2 separate regions of the Sus scrofa genome follow, and region 2 is linked to region 1. A link is a contact called in public HiChIP or PLAC-seq data. All regions are on one chromosome and are shown on one strand. Each heading gives the region's core, a stretch centred on a gene start, on an enhancer-like site or on the middle of the called end of the contact. The rest is flanking DNA. Distances are from core to core; before and after follow the strand shown.

What was found. HiChIP or PLAC-seq counts read pairs in DNA pulled down with a chosen protein or histone mark.
Region 2: a contact with region 1 is called in an H3K27ac HiChIP or PLAC-seq map of skeletal muscle. The contact joins two enhancer-like sites. A contact is called at or near these places in 1 of 5 promoter capture datasets (liver), 1 of 47 Hi-C or Micro-C datasets (liver) and 1 of 2 datasets of contacts at active chromatin or transcription factors (skeletal muscle).

What each region holds. Positions count from the first base shown.
Region 1 is chr18:5,634,182-5,637,004 of Sscrofa11.1, reverse strand. The region is part of intron 3 of PRKAG2 (5'-AMP-activated protein kinase subunit gamma-2); the gene reads right to left. Among named protein-coding and RNA genes, the nearest start is that of RHEB, 140 kb to the left of the region's middle. Within about 2 kb of position 1,389, at least 10 of the 83 cell types and tissues checked have an H3K27ac peak or open chromatin away from gene starts, as enhancers often do. A contact at or near this core is called in skeletal muscle, where this site is marked.
Region 2 is chr18:5,712,102-5,714,924 of Sscrofa11.1, reverse strand. All of the region lies in intron 6 of PRKAG2 (5'-AMP-activated protein kinase subunit gamma-2), which reads right to left. Among named protein-coding and RNA genes, the nearest start is that of RHEB, 66 kb to the left of the region's middle. Within about 2 kb of position 1,339, at least 4 of the 83 cell types and tissues checked have an H3K27ac peak or open chromatin away from gene starts, as enhancers often do. A contact at or near this core is called in skeletal muscle, where this site is marked.

The DNA.
Region 1 (2,823 bases), core at 140-2,639:
GCCTCTGGGCAGACACAGCGCTGGGCGGGGCTCAGGGCAGCACTGTGGTCCTGACAGGTCACATTATCTTCACGGGGCTCCTGGTAGGACCGAGCAGACAGAAGGGCCCAGGGCCGGTGCAGGAGGCCCTGGGGCTCCCCTAGGGGCGCATGGGGTTTCCAGAGCAAAGGTGCAGGTGCCAGGCCCTCGCCAGGTGGCTGCTGCCCCAGAGTGGCATCTGCAGGAGTGAAAATGCCCACCTCTCCTCCCAGGCTCCTGCCTCTCCCTGGAGCTGCCCTTGGCCCGCCCCGACCACACGGCCCCTCCAGGCCTCGCAGAGGGTTCCCTGCCTCTGCACCCCTTCAGGGCTGCCTTATATTTTCTCTGCATTTGTAAAAACCGTGCTTTGGTTTTGTTTAGAAACCTATAAGCCAAGCACATGAACACTTATGAATAGCTGGCAAGAATGTTAGCAAACCTTTCTCAATAAGCTAATTTGTTGATCAGAACTCTCGAATCTTTTAAAACATATTTTTAATTGTGGTTAAAAAAAAAAAAAAGCCCCACAGACCATCAAATCTACCGTCTTAACTGTTTTGAAGTGTTTGGTTCAGCGGCATTAAACACGCTCAGCTGCTGTGCAACCACCACCACCATCCAGGCCCATAACTTCGTCATCTCCCGAGACTGAGACTCTGTCCCCGTGAAACACTGTCTCCCCTCCCCTGGCGGCCACCTTCCGTCGCTATGAATCTGCCTCCTCTAGTCCTTCGTGTGAGTGGGATGGTGCAGCGTCTGTCCTTTTGTGATGGATTCTGTCACGCAGCATCCTGCCCTCGAGGTTCCTGCAGACTGCAACCTGTGTCAGAAGGTGTAGCACCCCCACCTCCCGCTTTTTGGTGCCACAGCATATGGAGCTCCTGGGGCAAGGGATCCATCTGCGCCGAAGTTGAGGCCTCAGCCACAGACCTAAGCCTTAACCCACTGGGCCGGGCTGGGGACTGAACCTGGGTCCCAGGGATCCCAGGACGCCGCTGATCCCATTGCGCCACAGCGGGAGCTCCAGGATGTGGCCCTTTTTGAGGCTGACTAGTACTCCAGCGTATGCCAGACCACACAGAGTGCTTTTTTAAAAATCCCCCCGCAGCTTCCCTATTGCTTGTTATTGCCCATTTCTTCTGACGGCCCTTCCCTGAGGTGGCAGTGGCCTCCTGGAGCCCCGCAGCCTGGCTTCCGTGAGCCCTGCACGCAGGATGTCAAGGGCCCAGAACGGGGAGCCAGAGGCACTGTAGCATGCTCCCTTCCTAAAGGTTTCCTGCTGTCCCTCTTGGTCAGAATCCATCTGCCTCAGCCCAGGCCAGTGCCTGTCCCCTCTTCTGGGCTCTGGGTGTGCACGGGAGGCAGAGCCACAGTCACAGGACCCGGGACGGGTCATCAGGCTGGCGGCGGGAGGGAGTCCAGGGAGGCGTCAGACAGTCCTTGCATCCTGGGGCCAAGTTTCCGATGTGCTATCTGGGCCGCCCTCCCAAGGGTAATGTGACATTTACATGACACCTGGTGAGGCTGCCATGGTGACATAACTGGAGGAGGGAGGTGGGGGTGTGTCCCCTGGGCATGGAGCCCGCAGCTGGGCACAGTCTGATGACTTGGTGTTGTGTAAATTAAAGCATTGGTCACCTGCTCTTATTACATGTCACAGCTTCACCTGCTCCCTCTGACGTGACCACAGAGTCACGAAGTCTGTCCCCTCTGGAGCTCTCCTGCCTTCCTTTCCCCAAGGAAGCTGTTTGAGAAAAACCCACCAACTGCCTGGGGAGGACAAGGTGATGCCCCAGCGTGAATGACCTGTGAGAGCCCCAGAGAGGGCGACCCTCTCCAGCAGTGTGGGTGATGGGCTGTCCTGGGTGTTCCTTGCACACGTGATCACGGGGAACTCGCTGAGGCCAGCGTGGAGCTGGATGCTGTGCCAGGGGCTTTGAATGCACTGGGAGGAAACAGGGCCCCTGCCCCCCTTTCAGCTCATTCTGCAAACTCTTCAGTGCAAACTCCAGCTCTATGGCCCGTAGGGCTGTTCCTGCATAACCTGAGCCTCGGTTTAGCCATCAGTGGAATGGACAGATGAAACTTGACCTCCTGAACGGGAAAGTTAGGTAGCAGCCTAATTTAGCTCCCAAAGTGAGCTGAAAGCTGGCGGTCTGAGCAGAAGCTGCAGGCTGGGCACTGGCCCAGCCCTCAGGCCAGTGTGCAAGGCAATCTTGGCCTGCCAACCCCCGGAACAGGCCCACGTGGGGGCTTTGGGCCCCTGGAGACAGAAATTGCAGGCATTGCATCTGCCAGACTCAACACAGTATGAACAGTCTGGGGTTCATGGGGTGGGGTGGACCCCGCCCTGTGCACACACTGGGCCAGCTCTTCAGGGGCTGAGGGCGTGGGCTGGATGCCGGCACCAGGGCCCAGGGTAACTGCTAAGTTCCCAGCACGCCCCTGAAAGCCCAGGGCTTGGCCTCAAATCAGGGTGTCTTTCCAGCTCGCCGGGCTGCTGGCAGCTCTGTCAGCCTTCGTGCTCTCTCAGGCCCCAGTTACGGCTGCGTCCCCCTTCTCCCCAGCTTCTTCATCATTCAGAGGGCGACTCTAACAAACCCCTGGCCCAGCAAACTCCAGCCCACCCGGGGCCTCCTCATTGCCACGTGTGGCAACCCGCAATGCTGGAGAGAGAGCAGGGTCCCCCATCGGGCTCTGGGTCAGCAAGATGCCATTGGACCTTAGGTGGATGTGGCAGAGTGGCAGCTCTGGTGACCTGGGCGGGTGGGAAGGTGGGGGCCTTCTCCCCGCGGTGGCCAACTC
Region 2 (2,823 bases), core at 90-2,589, 78 kb before region 1:
TCCTGTCCTGATGAGAAAGACTGGCCCTCGGGCAGCCGTCTGCAAAGCCAGAGAGGCCTCCCCCGACCTTCAGCCGCCCGTCCGTGGGGCCGTCAGGGCGGCCTGCGGGGACTGGGACAGGAGGCTGCTGGAGAAAGAGCGCCACCCACAAGGACTACATCTACAAAGCAGAGAGGCTCGCGCTAAGGCCAGGGGAGGGTACGAGGCTCTCAGGGGACGGTGACGAGCAGGACGCGGGAGTGGCTCCGAGGGGTGTGAAGCTGTCTGGGTCAAGTCTGTGCGCGCGGGAATCCCATGGAGAACTTAGAAGATGGGAGCATGAAGCAGCCGGAGGTGTTCACGGCAAACAAAGCGGAGGAGCTCTGAGCTCCGGGAAGAACACCGAACTCTACCAACAGGAAAGGCCAGCCCCGCAGACCCCGGGGCTCAGGGACACTCGCAGACGCGCCCCCAGGACTGAGACACAGTTACACTGGGGGGCGGGGGGAGGGAAGCCACACAAGGAACAAGCACCAGGAAGAAGAAAGTGTCCAAAGTGACTGGGTGGTGGCAGCATGGCACGGAGTGGCACTTTCAGCAGCTGAGCTGGTGTTTCTGGGGAGCAGGACAAGGCCACAAGGATCAGCGACCAGAGACGGCGGGTTTTACGTCAGATTTTCTGGTCTGCTTTTAAACGACCTGGCATTTAAAACCATCATCTGTGCTTCTGTGGTGAACACTCTGCTGGCGGCTGGCGTGAGCACACACCCGTGTAGCCTGGGGGTGGGAGGAAGGCCACATCGGGTCAGCCTCAGTTCTATCCCCACAGTCCTAACCCCGCCCCGTCGTCTTTTCTGGAATCCTGATGTGCTGTAATAACCTTTGTTCTGGATGCCAGCTGCTTACCACTTGGTCTGAGGAATAATTTAGCTTATTGAGGGATCTTTCTGGATATCAGTTATTTTTCACCGTCTCTCCTGGTTTCAGGTTGTTTGTTACTGTGATGATGCTATCAACAAAATCAGTATTCCAGTCACTGTCCCAAATGCTGATGAGCTCAGAGTGAAAGAACCTTCTGGCGTCCTACTGGTTTCTTAGCTGGGCTCCCGGCAAGCAGAGCCTGGTCTGCATGTGGTTTAAGAAGGCGATCCCAGGTGCCCAAGCGACACGGGTTGGCAGGGGGAGCCAGTACAAGGGTGGTGATGGAGCTGCCCCCAGGTCAGGGGACCGACACTCCGTTCCACTGGCATCTGCCAAGGACAGTCCTCCCTGGGGTGCAAGGCAGAGGTCTTTACCCACCGGCTTGGCCTCCGCTGGGTAAGGAACGGAGGTGTCACCCGCTGCACCACGCAAGGCAGCAGTGACTGGGGTAACAGGTGGCCTGGCCCACAAGAGGCGTCCCACACAACCAGAACCCTTGCGCCAGGCGGACTAGGATTTCATTGACATTCTTTCAAGGTCCACGATGAGCCATTAACTCCCTGAGTTGCCAAAACATACATCACGGATGCCTCTTATCCATTAGGACACAAACAGGGCTGTCAGCTGTGCAGCTGAAACCCAGACTTGCCTTTCCTTGTGTTACCATGTTGGCAGAACAATTCAAAAGCAAACCAAGTGTGTGCTGTTAGAAATGACCACATAGATGGGGGGGAGGAGAGAAACGTCCCCTGCGGAGGAATTCTAACTCAAGCGGCCACCCTGTCCTCCGCTCCCCACCTTCTCCTCAAGGAGACAGTGTGGAAAGGAGGAAGAGGAAGCTGAGAAGCAGACTGCACCGGGTGGCAGAGGTTCCCATCAGCACGTGGAGGTCAGGGTGACAGCACCTGTCCTCTGTGCTCGTCCTTCCCAAGCCCATAACCCAAGTCTGACCCTGAGAAAAAGTCAGACCAGTTCCAGCTGGGGGCACCCCGGAGACCACCGGCCCAGCTCCTTGAAACTGTCCAGGTCCCCAGACCTAAGAACATCTGAAAAACTGCCACAGCCAAAAGGAGCCTAAGGAGACATGACGACTGTGCAGAGCAACCTGAATGGGATCCTCGGGCAGAAAACCGGCATCGGGTAAAACGGGGAAACCTGAACGACGGACTTCAGGCAGGGACTGCGCATCGACACTGGTTCATTATCTGTGACAAGTGACCATCCACGTGTAAGGTGGCAAAGACGGAGGGAACCGGGTGTGGGGTACATGGGACCTCTCTGTACACACCCACGGAAAGAATGATGAGGTTTGCTGCTTCGCGTCTGCAGGAACCTGGAAGTAAGTGTGGGAACAGCTTCGAATAACATTAGACCCCAGAGAGGGAGTTTAACACTGCATTTGGTGGCGGTCTGATACAGGGGGATTTACCAGAACTGTGGACCTGATGTTCTGCGCACGCAGCTGGAAACGGCTCTAGAGCCTTCCGAGCCGACTGCCTGTGAAATGCGGGGCTCTGCCAAGTGCCCGATCAAGGAGGCCGAGGAGCCAGAAACTCCGGAGGCACCATAAGGAAGCGCAAAGCCACAGACTCGGGGAGATTTCGGCGCAGGCGGCCTGGGCACCAGCCCAGCTTACAGTCCCCAAAGGGGCCTGGGGGTCACTCCCTCCGCAGGCCTTTGAGAAACGTCTGAGGGCAGGAAGCCCCTCCATGTGTGCAAAGCTCCGTGCTGGCTGCGATCTGCAGGGGCTGCTCGCGCGAGGGTCCACTGATGCCAGTGGGGTGACGGGGCTCACGGGAGCTGGCCTGCAGGCACATGGCCAGGATGAGAATGTTCGGATCCACAGACAGTTTGGTAACAGCTAATTACAGTGTCCAGGAATTCAACAGATACACGGCCGTCTAAAACCGAACTTGATCCATG